Linked DNA regions of Sus scrofa: regions 1, 2 and 3 are each linked to region 4. The links are chromatin contacts, called in public Hi-C and HiChIP or PLAC-seq maps. All regions are on one chromosome and are shown on one strand. The core of a region is the stretch at or near the end of the contact, and the rest is flanking DNA. Distances in the headings are between cores, read along the strand shown. Region 1 holds the start of LOC110259879. Region 2 holds the start of TAF6 (transcription initiation factor TFIID subunit 6). Region 3 holds the start of COPS6 (COP9 constitutive photomorphogenic homolog subunit 6 (Arabidopsis)). Region 4 holds the start of C3H7orf43.

Evidence for each region. A called contact is a pair of places that touch in the nucleus more often than the background predicts. HiChIP or PLAC-seq counts read pairs in DNA pulled down with a chosen protein or histone mark.
Region 1: an H3K27ac HiChIP or PLAC-seq map of alveolar macrophages shows a contact between it and region 4. The contact joins the promoter of LOC110259879 here to the promoter of C3H7orf43 in region 4. A contact is called at or near these places in 1 of 47 Hi-C or Micro-C datasets (liver) and 1 of 2 datasets of contacts at active chromatin or transcription factors (alveolar macrophages).
Region 2: a Hi-C map of alveolar macrophages shows a contact between it and region 4, with 2.2 times the contacts expected there. The contact joins the promoter of TAF6 here to the promoter of C3H7orf43 in region 4. A contact is called at or near these places in 3 of 5 promoter capture datasets (fetal liver, fetal skeletal muscle and liver), 10 of 47 Hi-C or Micro-C datasets (alveolar macrophages, blood, embryonic fibroblasts and 5 more) and 2 of 2 datasets of contacts at active chromatin or transcription factors (alveolar macrophages and skeletal muscle).
Region 3: a contact with region 4 is called in an H3K27ac HiChIP or PLAC-seq map of alveolar macrophages. The contact joins the promoter of COPS6 here to the promoter of C3H7orf43 in region 4. A contact is called at or near these places in 1 of 47 Hi-C or Micro-C datasets (undifferentiated spermatogonia) and 1 of 2 datasets of contacts at active chromatin or transcription factors (alveolar macrophages).

The regions. Positions count from the first base shown.
Region 1 is chr3:8,389,434-8,392,425 of Sscrofa11.1, reverse strand. LOC110259879 reads left to right here and starts at 1,558. Exons shown (of 2, transcript XM_021086226.1): 1 at 1,558-2,083. The coding sequence starts at 1,733. It overlaps LOC100514038 (TSC22 domain family protein 4), which reads left to right. Exons shown (of 6, transcript XM_013995454.2): 6 at 1,019-1,481. The coding sequence ends at 1,252.
Region 2 is chr3:8,025,483-8,028,245 of Sscrofa11.1, reverse strand. It overlaps TAF6 (transcription initiation factor TFIID subunit 6), which reads left to right and starts at 1,264. Exons shown (of 15, transcript XM_021086197.1): 1 at 1,264-1,556. It overlaps CNPY4 (protein canopy homolog 4), which reads right to left and starts at 1,249. Exons shown (of 6, transcript XM_021086210.1): 1 at 1,002-1,249. The coding sequence starts at 1,116.
Region 3 is chr3:8,001,270-8,004,114 of Sscrofa11.1, reverse strand. COPS6 (COP9 constitutive photomorphogenic homolog subunit 6 (Arabidopsis)) reads right to left here and starts at 1,413. Exons shown (of 10, transcript NM_001105299.1): 1 at 1,311-1,413; 2 at 973-1,098; 3 at 631-762; 4 at 1-14. The coding sequence starts at 1,374.
Region 4 is chr3:8,161,325-8,164,344 of Sscrofa11.1, reverse strand. It overlaps C3H7orf43, which reads left to right and starts at 1,607. Exons shown (of 10, transcript XM_013995411.2): 1 at 1,607-2,529; 2 at 2,742-2,837; 3 at 2,931-3,020. The coding sequence starts at 2,119. It overlaps LAMTOR4 (ragulator complex protein LAMTOR4), which reads right to left. Exons shown (of 8, transcript XM_013995418.2): 5 at 2,663-2,745. GAL3ST4 (galactose-3-O-sulfotransferase 4) reads left to right here. Exons shown (of 5, transcript XM_013995412.2): 5 at 1-1,436. The coding sequence ends at 1,011.

The DNA.
Region 1 (2,992 bases), core at 309-2,808, 230 kb before region 4:
AGGAGAGAGGCAGGAAGATCCACTGAGGGTTGTGGTCCAGGCTAAGAGGGAAGGATGTTCTGGATGGGGGGAGAGGCACTGGGAAGTACAAGTTAAGAGACTGGAGTGGTATTTAGGAGGTAGAATTGTTGTACCAGGTGGTTGGATGTGGTGAGGGGAGAGGGAGAGACGGAAGTACAAGCAGGCTGGAGCCATTTGCTCGGAGCGGAGCAGGCTTAGGGGAGAAAGTGATGAGTTTAGGGAAATGCGGCAGGATGAGTGAAGATGTTGGAAGGACATGTGCAGGGAGATGTCTAGGAGGCAGTGGGATATACAGGCCTGGAGGCCAGGAGAGAGCTCTGGGTTGGAGACAGAGGTCAAGGTGTCATTCTGTCCTTCATTTTAATACACTCCTCATGAAATCCTAGTGGGGACTCAAAGGTTCGTCAGACATGGTCCTTGCCTTCCAGGAGCTTGTATGCTGGTATTGAAAACAGATGAGTCTAGAGAACAAATAGCATATAAAATGTATAATATGCTGGTATTGAGAACAGATGAGTCTATAAAACAAATAGCATATAAAACAAATGGGGAGTTTCCATTGTGGCTCAGCAGGTTAAGAACCTGACACAGTGTCTGTGAGGATGCAGGTTCCATTCCTGGCCTTCCTCAGTGGGTTAAGGATCTGGCATTGCCACAAGCTGCGGCGTAGTTTTGCACATGTGGCTCAGATCAGGTGTTGCTGTGTCTGTACCGTAGGCCAGCAGCTGCAGCTCTGATTCAGCCCTTAGCCTGGGAACTTCCTTATGCTGTAGGTGCGGCCCTAATAAGAAAAAGACAAAAAAGAAAAACCTGATATGGACAAACACAAGAGCAGAGACAACCCGAGAAGGCCTCCTGGAGGAGGCAGTGCCCAAGCTAAGGCCTGACAGAGGAGGTGGAATTAGACAAGGCTTTGCTGTTTATCTGCAGGTGGTCCCACCAGCAGTTTCTCCCTAGACTGTGCTATTCACTTGCGCTCATCTTCTCTTTTTCACAGTCATCTGTGAGTTCTACCTCAGTTGCCTCCCAAATGAAGACTCGTTCCCCTTTGGAGTCTCGAGAGGCTGAGATGCTTCGGGAAGTGTACCTGGTGCTGTGGGCCATTCGGAAACAACTGCGGCAGCTGGCCCGCAGGCAGGAGAGGCGGCGTCGGCGCCACATCCGGGCCCACACCTGCCCCCAAACTGACCCAGTTCAGAGCCTGAAACAGGATGCCCGGAGTCCCCTCTAAGGTGGGAACCCCACATCCTCAGCCCTCACCTCACTCTTAGGTAAGGTTGATAGGAGAGGTTGGGGCAGCAGGCCACGGGTTGTGAGTGAGGAGAAGTTTTCATACTGTCACCTCTTATCAGGACCCCAAGGCCTGGCCTGGGGTCACACATATTCCCCTTCATTCCTTTTATTCAATTTGTAAAAAATTATCAAACTGTTGGGAAATAAATATCAGATATTTCTGAGTAGATGTAGAAGCGTGTTTGTGGTTGACCAGAGGCAAAGAGGGGAACTTGAGTGGGACAGGGAGAGTCACCTGAGAACAGGGAGGGTGGGGGGGCGCGGGGTTGGGCCCACAAGCCTTTTAGGAGCTGATTGCCTTTGGCAACTCTGCCCGGCCAGTAGCAATAGCTTCGGCGCCCATCCATCGAGGACACGCTGGGTACCAGATGCGGAGCCCACGCTCTCCCTGGAAATCCCACAAGTGAGACTGCTGCAGATGTTATGGGACTTGTCCAAGACCCCACAGCGAATGACACCTCGCAGGAAACTCCGCCTCCGCAGCCCACGGCCCTGCCTCTCTGGCGCTCCCCGGCTCGGCCAGGGCGAGGGTCAGTGCCCTGCGCCTGGGGTCGGCGGACAAACAGCGGGCCGTCTAGCCACGCCCCCACTGAGAGCTGCGGAAAACTACACTTCCCAGGGTTCCCCGCGGCGACGTGGCGCTGCCGGGGGCAGAGGGCCCGGGCTGGGGGCGGGGCCGCCGGGGTCGCAGTCGGAAGACTCGGGAGGGTGTCCGCCTGACGCCGCGGGAGCGAAGGCCGGGCGGGAGGCCTTGGCCTTCCGGAGGGAGGTAGAGGGGAAGGGGACAACACAAGGGAAGACCGAGGAGCCGCAAGTTCCCTCTACGGCTTAGCTCACCCGCTTACCCAGGCCACGCGGAGGCGCAGAGGTGGTTCGCCAAGGAAAAGCGTGGATATTTCGCCAGACGGCAAAATTCTGGGATGTCAGAGTTACAGGGCTTGGAGGTGGGGGAGAGCAAAGGTTGGCAGCAGGTCCCGAGCCTAGAGGGCAGCAGAGGCCCCGGGACCGAGGGAGGGACTGCTGTGTCGCTGGGTCTTGGTCCGGGAGAGGTCGGCCCTGAGGAGCAGGTGGTGGGCGTGAGCAAGGCTGGGGGCCAGAGAGGAACAGCAGGGACGGTTTGCAGATTCCCAGCACCCAGTTCACTAGAAGAGTCAGCAAATTCTCCTGCCGCCATCTCCCTCATCCGCAACTCTGGCAGGGTTGGGCTCCATTGCTGGGAATCTGGGTGGCCTCTCCCAAAAGACCGGAGTAGCAGTGGGCTACCCAGCCCTATGCCCTGCAGCTCTGCTACCCTGATCCTGTTAGCTGTGCACGGTGCCCCAACATTTACAGTCCTGGTAATATCGCTCACACTTATCAAACACCCACCGTGACTATTCTTATATCTTGTTCTAAGTAACTCTCACAATAGCTTTATGATGAAGTCTTATCACTTCCATTTTTTCGCGAGGAAAATTGAGGGACAGAACGGGGTATGTTTAAGGTCATGTAGCTTTTCATTCGTCCTATGAATGAGTCTGGCTCCCACAGGACATATTACAGGTACACACACGTAACATAGCAGGTGTTCCATACATGAACACGGTGACTTCGCCAGGAATGAGTGCTGAGTTTAGCCTGAAGCCAGGCAGGGCCTCAAAATATTGTAATACCGGGGGGCTCAAATCTGGGGCTTTCA
Region 2 (2,763 bases), core at 15-2,514, 140 kb after region 4:
TGGGAGGTGGGGTGTGGAAATGTAAGAGAGATGGAGGCCAGACAACAAAGAGACTTGGATGTTATGGCCAAGACTTTGGCTGTAATCTAATCACAGCAGGAGGCCTGAAGAGGTGTTAAAGCAAAGACCACAATTAAGACTATGTTTAGAAAAACTGACAGGTGTAAGAGGGTATGAATGGAGACACAAATGAAAGGAGAGGAGAGATTAGGACTAAGTAGTGAGGAACACTGATATTGAAGTGCAGTGTGCAGTGAGGCAAAGGGGAAAAGAATTCAGGAAGAAATTAAAGCCAGGAAGGCAACAAACTAAGAAACCAGGGCACTCGATGGTCCAGATCTGAAATGTCTTCTCCCAGCTAGGCCCCAAAAGTGATGCAGCCACAGAAGATGTTGCTCACTGTAAAATCCATTCAGCGCACACCCTCTTCAAAGCCTTACAATTATGGGGAACCTCTCCCAGCTGTGTGGCCTCTTCTTTCTTTTATGAGCTTCAAGGGCTGATTTACTCACTCCTATATCCTCTCAGGAGAGCATGAGGCCTGTAATTTGGGACAGTCTCTGCCAGGGTGGAGCAGAGGATGTCCACAAGGTATTGAGCCTGACACCCCATTCCTGCAGGCTCCCCAGATTTAGGTCTGGTGGCATACGGAAAACACATACACACACACTCATACAGACACACATTGAAGATGCTCAGTAGAGTGGGCGGTCCTGGACCGATAGTCTCTGAACTACAATTCCCACAAACCATTGGGACCCAAACCAGCAAGAACAAGCAGGCTCCCTCTGAATTTCTCATGGGAATTGTAGTACCATAGTTTGGGAGGAGCGCTATGCATTCTTTCCCTTGACCCCATTCGAATTCCATCAGGCTCCACAAGCATCTCCCTCGGGTCCTTAAGGAGGTCGAGTGACCCACCCATCATAGTCCATTTGGTCTGGCCCAGACGAAGGAAGTGGGGCAGAGAGATGCGAATAGGGGCTACTCCCTTTAGATACCTTCGCATTTGCTGGGCAAGCGTTCTGTGTCATCGTCTTCCTCCTTCATTGTCCCAGCGCAAGCACCGTACATAGTCAAAATGAAAAGCAACATTCCCAACGGCACAGGTCCCATGATCAAGGGTCGTCCACAACCAACCACCCCCTTGCCTTCAAAGCAACTCCGGACAGGCAGCGGGCCCTTTAAATCCCGAAGGTGTCTGCTGCAGCATTAATCCAACGCAAGGCAGGAGGCGCACGCGCAGTGCCGACCCCATAGCGGGCGGGGCCTCGTTGCGCTCCGGGCTTCCCCGCCTAGGTTTTGTGGCGCCTCCCGAAGGTCCTGGCCGCCGGATAGTGAAGGAATAAACTGAAGTAATTACATCAAGAGGGTGTGCTCCTTACACGTAGGCACAGAGACACCATTTTTATATTGTTTCAGGCCGTGAGCCCAGAGGGCTTATTCCGGCTTGGGGAAGGGGCCGTAATCTGTTCTCGGTCGCTGCCAGGACCTGCGCCCGGAGGGGGCGGGGCCAACATGGCGCCGAGCGCCGGGTGAGCGGCGCTTTGGCGGCGGTGAGAGGCTTTTCCTGCGCGGGGAGCTCGGCTGGCGGGGGCGGGTCTGAGTGGTACCCGGGATTAGGCCCTTTGAAGGGCCCGAGTGGGGACTGCAGGAGGACGGTTGGTTGTGTGTCCTTGCGCTTTGGGACTCTGTGTGTGTGCACTGGAGGGATGTTGGGGGGATGAGGGGGGCTCTCTACGCCTTCTTTCGCGCTGTCCCCGTTGCCCGGGGACCTTCGAACCGCTTCCCTGTTGGGGAGACTGCCACATGGATCTAGGTCAAGTTAACCCTCAGTGAAGCCTTCCTGCCGACTCCACTGGCCTGAGGTTTCTTAAGGCCGTAGCGTGTTTTGTGAGCCTTTACTGGCAGAGGGTACCGCAGGGTATTGCAGGATTAATGGGAGTTCGCCAGGGAACTGGGACACCATCGCCTCCTATATACCCGGCTCCAGACACAGAGTATGTGTTGAATAAGTGTGTTCCCTGCAGATAAGGCTTGTAAAAGGGGGGAGGAGACTTGGGATAGTTTGAGAACTAAATTGTCTTTCACCTTCATCTTCCCGCCCCCTCCAGTAGGCCCACACCCGCCCCCCACCTACACCCCACAGTGAGTCCTAAACACTTTTGACATTAGCTTTCCTAATGCCAACTTCAAGCGAGCCACTTTCCTTTTGGCCACAAAAGTAGATTCCGAGCTTGGACCTATGTCTTGTTGATTCGATAATAGTGGTACCGAGTATTTATTGAGCACGTACATGTTTAAGTATTACAACTCATTCATTTATTCAACAAATGTTTATTACTGAGTATCTAGTGTGTCTCAGGCTCCATTCTAGGGTCTCAGAATACATCAGTGAACATAACACCGAACATCTCTGTGGACACGGTGAGGAAAAGGGAGATGTAGTCATAAGAAGTAATACAATGTGTACTAGCAGATATTAAATTCCATGGGAATTTTTTTAAAGCAGAGTGGAGGTGGGGTGCAGTAGTGAATAGGGTGATAGAAATCAGCAGCCAGGGACATCTGGGGAAGAGCATTCCAAGCAGAGGGAACAGAGCAAAGGCCATCACAGCAAGGAGGACAGTGGGGCTGGATCAGTGTGAAAGGAAGGAAAGGAGGTCAGAGATGTGATGGGGGGAGAGCAGATCACCAAGGACCTTGTAGATGGTAACGAGGATTTGGGATTTACTCTGGCACATTGGGAGCCATTATAGGGTT
Region 3 (2,845 bases), core at 164-2,663, 160 kb after region 4:
GAACACCTGTTTAACTGAGGAGGAAAGGGCCAGAGCACAGAGTATTTTTTTTTTTTTTTTAAATATCGCTTCTTTAATTTGAAGCTCCTGGTGGATTTTAACCAGCTTCTCCCCATCCCATCCCGGCTCAGTTTAGAGTAAGTCATCTCTTCTATCTTCTCCTTACTTTGTGGGAAGTAACCAAATATGTTCTTTTTTTTTTTTTTTTTTGGTCTTTTTTCCATTTCTAGGGCCGCTCCCGCAGCACATGGAGGTTCCCAGGCTAGGGGTCCAATTGGAGCTGTGTCCGTCGGCCTACACCACAGCCACAGCAATGCAGGATCCGAGCTGCACCTGCGACCTACACCACTGTTCATGGCAACACTGGATCCTTAACCCATTGAACAAGGCCAGGGATCGAACCCGCAACCTCATGGTTCCTAGTCGGATTCGTTAACCACTGAGCCACGACGGGAACTCCCAAATATGTTCTTTTTTAAAGATCTCTACAGCTACCTTCTCGTCACTTGGCCTCCATTCTGCTCATCTCCTGTTTATTTTTTTCCCCCCAACCCTCTCCACCTTCCCTATTCTGATTTTCTTTCTTTTTTTAACTCCCACTCCTCTCCCCCACCTCTATTCCCCTCTCACACTGCTCCTCCTTGGTGTAATAATATTCCTTGTCAATGATAATCTTCTCTTCCACGGTGTGGGACAGCAGCTCAAAGGAGTTCATCACCTCGATATTTCGGCCCTCCTGCTTCCCGATCAGAGCCCCAATCACTGGAGGAGAGGACACAAGAGGTGAGGGTAAAGAATCCTGAAACTTAGTTAAATCAGTATAGCCTGAGGGTCTGAGGTCAAGTGAACCCAGTACTAGGGAAACGGGTGGTTTGCGGCGGAAGAATTGGCTTCAGCAAAGGAAAGGGAAGGACCACCGTTTGGGGGAGATGACCAGGAAAAGAAGGCCAGAGAATTACGCCGAACACTCACCCTGCATAGGCCGCCCCTCCTGGGAGCGCATGCGAATCCAATGGTCTGAGATGTTGAGAATGACGAGGGGGTGAAGGGCGACTGAAACACTGCCAGTCACTCCGGAGGCCATCACGCTGGGGACGACTAAGCAGTTGGAAGAGAGGGTGAGAGTCCGGGTCCCACGTTCCCCCCGGGAGATGGGAGGGGAAGCCAGCAGAGCCGGGCCATACATCCCTCCCGCAAGTTATCCCAGGGAACGCGCCGCTGACCCGCCCTCCCGACTTCCCCGGGAGTCCAGGAAGGCCTTGACGCGCCCCAAGGGCGTCTCCAGAAGCCGCTCCCTCCCGGTCGGTTACCTGCTGCATCCACCTCCATCCCGCTGCTCCCTCCGGTCCCGTTCGCCGCAGCCGCCGCCGCCATTTCCCCCGCGCCCGCCAGTGTCGGCCCCGCCCCCTCCCTGCCGGCTTCCGTAGGCAGCAGCGCATGCTCAGTGCGGCCGTGGCGCGCGCCTGCCCAGACCCGCGCAGGCAGCCCTGGGTCGGGGAGAGCCGGCAGGTCTTAGTAGCCCTCTCGCCTGCCTCTGACCTTGAACAACTTACTTAACCGCACCCTGATCGTCCTAAAGTATACTGGGATTAGACTGCCTACTTTGTAAGGCTGCTGCAGCATGAATGAAACTTCATGTTGTTGCCCTCAGAGTAAAAGCCACACTCCTAACCACCTGCAAGACCCTGTAAGATCAGACCCCTGCCCGCCAGCCAGCCCTGGCCTCTGCTTTTCTGCCCTTTGATCGCCGTGCTTCAGCCACATTGGCTCTCGTGTCTGTTCCTTGCACACGTCTCACTCATCCCCACCGAAGGGCGTTCTGTCGCCTTTATCACTGTAACACGTGATCAAAACTACCTGACATATGGGCACCTAAATGATTTCTTTTTCGGGCCGCATTCACAGCATGCAGGAGTACTCGCACCAGGGACGGAACTCACGCCACAGCTGTAATCAGAGCCACAAAAGTTCAAATCCCGCTGAGCCACAGGGGAACTCCATAAATGATTTTTGAGTGAATGAATGGTTTGCCAGTGGAGCCTGGTCCTGAGTGCCTTGGTCTACACATCCTTTCTTTCCTCCTTCCACCTCATTACCTACAGCACTGAGAACATCCCTGGCATTTTCTAACCCCTCCCAACTTCCCTCTACCCTCCGTCTCCGTTAGTCTTTCAAAACTCACTTCTGGGAGTTCCCGTTGTGGTCAGCAGGTTAAGAACCCAACTAGTATCAATGAGGATGTGGGTTCGATACCTGGACTTGCTCAGTGGGTTAAGGATACAACGTTGCCACAAGCTGCAACAGAGGTCACGGATTGGGCTCAGATCTGACATTGGCTGTGGCATAGGCCAGCAGCTGCAGCTCGGATTCGACCCCTTGCTTGGGAACTTCCATATGCCAAGGGTGCGGCCCTAAAAAGAAAAAACAAAAAACCACCTCCGGCAAACCTAGCCCACTCCAGCCCTCTCCCCACCCCTACACCCGAGCAAGTTGTGTACACTGCCTTTACCCTGTCTTGTCGCCCCTACAATTTGGCTGGTTCTTTAGGTGTGTCTGTAACACACCCAAGTGTTAGCTCCTAAAAAGCAGGTAGAGACCTGTACCTTTACCTGCGGAGCCTACTCTGCTGCCCAGAGATGTTTTCTGGTGATAATAGTGACTGGTGCGAATTAAGCTATCTCTCCATTTAAGAGCCTGCATAAAGGGAAATTAAACGACCAGCAACTCTCAAAGTAAAGGCCTGAGAAATCCTGCAGGGAGGGAGATCTCCTGGCCAAAGGGAAGTTAAGAAAGCGTTCCTCTCCAAAGCAACAAGCAAACACAAAAAACAAAGGAAAGAATAAAG
Region 4 (3,020 bases), core at 358-2,857:
GACAGCTTCTTCTTTTCCATTGTTCGAGACCCAGCAGCTCTGACCCGCTCTGCCTTCTCCTACTATAAATCCACCTCATCGGCTTTCCGCAAAGCACCCTCCTTGGCTGCCTTCCTGGCCAATCCTCGAGCCTTCTACCGGCCAGGGGCCCGTGGAGACCACTATGCGCGCAACTTGCTATGGTTTGACTTTGGCCTCCCCTTCCCTCCAGAGATGAGGACCAAAAGAGGGAATCCTCGCCCCCCCAGAGACCCCAAGGCCCCACAGCTGCGTGTCTTGCCTTCTGGTGCTGGCCCTCCAGCCCACACCCTGGATCCTAACGCTCTCTTCCATCCTGTTCCCACCCTTGCTGACGGTCACAGTAGGACATCCAGCCCTGCTTCTTCAGATTTGGGATCTTCATCCTTCATCCAGTGGAGTCTGGCCTGGCTGGACTCTGTCTTTGACTTGGTCTTGGTGGCTGAGTACTTCGATGAGTCACTGGTCCTGTTGGCAGATGCCCTGTGCTGGGGGCTAGATGACGTGGTGGGCTTCATGCACAACGCCCAGGCTGGAGGCAGGCAGAGTGGAAGTGCTGTCAGTGACGATGGGCTGACTGCTGAGGACAGGCAGCTGACTGCACGGGCCCGGGCCTGGAACAATCTAGACTGGGCTCTCTATGTCCACTTCAACCACAGTCTGTGGGAACGGATAAAGCAATACGGCCAGAGCCGGCTGGACAGTGCTGTGGCGGAGCTCCGGGCTCGCCGAGAGGCCCTGGCTAAACATTGTCTTGTGGGGGGTGAGGCTTTAGACCCCAAATACATCACAGACCGGCGGTTCCGCCCTTTCCAGTTTGGGTCAGGAAAGGTTCTGGGCTACGTGCTTCGGAGTGGACTGAGCCTCCAGGACCAGGAAGAGTGTGAGCGCCTGGCTACCCCTGAGCTACAGTACAAGGACAAGCTGGATGCCAAGCAGTTTCCCCCAACAGTCTCTCTGCCCCTTAAAAATTCAAGGCTATCCTCTCCCTAGGCATCAGACCACTACATCTTAAGCTGAAGAGCCGCCAAGCCACAGGGCACATGTGATGAGTGTGGGGCAGTCAAATGCCCTGTTTCCCTCAGAAAGCATATCTGCTCCCTAGAGGACCAGTGGAACTTTGCATGGACTGGTCTCCATGACCTACTGCCTGTGCAGAGGAATCCCAGTCCTACCAGTAACCTCCTCCCTCCCCCTTTCGGCCCCTTCCTCTTTCCAGCACGACCCCCACACACTGCAGTTCCAAGTAGCACTCTCAGAGGTGCCCTGGAGGAGCAAACCTTGGAGTATGTCAGAGAAAGCTTGGAACCCAAAGGACTGGAATAATGAGTCCATTTCTATATGAAATATTTGTTACTGGGCTATGCTCATTTCACCATGAAATGTTTGTTGAATGAATAAATAATTTGGAACTTCGACCTGCTCTATGTAGGGTGGAAAGGGAAGGGGATGGAGCATCTTCCTAAGAGAAACGGGATAGGAGGGGGTTCTTTTAACATTTTGGGGGGGGGGGTTAGGGCCGCAGGTACAACATGTGGAAGTTCCCCGGCTAGGGGTCGAATTGGAGCTGCAGCTGCCGGCCTACACCACAGCCACAGCAATGCCAGATCCCAATACACCGCAGCTGGCAAAGCCACATCCTTAACCCACTGAGCGGGCCCAGGGATGAAAACCGCATCCTCATGGATATAGTCGGGTTTGTTTCTCCTGAGCCACAAAGGGAACTCCTAGCAGTTCTTCTTTAAGAAGTCTGTTTGCAGTATCTCCTAAACCCTTCCTCCCGCAGCCTAACCCCAGCCGCACCCCGCCCCTCTCCTTCACGGTCCGGTCACCCACAAATTCCGGGGCCTCGGAGGCCACGCCCCTTCCCTTCCGCTTCCGGTTTCTCGCCAGTCATTCGGCCCTGCACCCCGGTTCCGGCCCCCGCGGGGTGTCGGTTCCGGGTTCGTTGTCCCGGTTCCCGGTCCCGGTCGGTTTCTCGGGCCGGCCCGGCCGCGCGCAGCACCCGTCGGGGGTCGGGGCTCCCCGGGCCCACCCCGTCGGCCCCCTCGGCCTCCTCCGGCCCCACCTCGCCCCTGGCCCGCGCTGTCCTCGCAGCCCATGGAGTCCCAGTGCGACTACTCGATGTACTTCCCCGCCGTGCCGCTGCCGCCCCGCGCCGAGCTGGCTGGCGACCCGGGCCGGTACCGGGCGCTGCCCCGGCGCAACCACCTCTACCTGGGGGAGACTGTCCGCTTCCTGCTGGTGCTGCGCTGCCGGGGCGGCGCGGGGTCCGGCGCTGGGGGCGGCCCGGGCTTGGGCTCGCGAGGGGCCTGGGCAGAACTGGCGACCGCCCTGGCCGCCCTGGCCTCAGTCAGCGCCGGAGGCGGGGCTCCTGGGGGCGGCGGCTCCGGAGATCAGGATCCCGAACCCCCGGGGGGCGGGGATCCCGGCGGTGGGGGGGTGTTTCGAGGCTGCAGCCCCCTCCTCACCCATGGCCCGGGCCCTGCTACCTCAGGGGGAGCGACCACGGTGAGGAGCTCGGGGTGACACGGCAGAGGGTGGAGGGGCGGTGTGCTGGGCTCCAAAGACCCGGAGGGGAGAGGGAAGCCCGTAGCGGGAAGAGAATGACGGATGAGGAGAGGGGAGGGCAAGAACCACGTACCGGGCAGATCTTAAAGGGGACGCTGGCGCCGCGGGCTGCCTCTGACTCTCCTGACCTCTTCACCTCTTTCACCACCCAGCTGCCTGTGGAGGAACCAATTGTGTCCACAGATGAGGTCATCTTCCCACTCACCGTTTCACTGGACAGACTGCCCCCAGGGACACCTAAGGCCAAGGTAATACTGGCAAGGGGTAGAGCTGTTTCCTTATTTCAGACAACTGGCCTGTGTCTCTCCTCTCGACTGTGGTCCTGTGTCCCCTGTGCTCAGATTGTAGTGACCGTGTGGAAGCGGGAGGTTGAGGCACCAGAGGTCAGAGATCAAGGCTACCTGCGCCTGCTGCAGACCCGATCTCCTGGG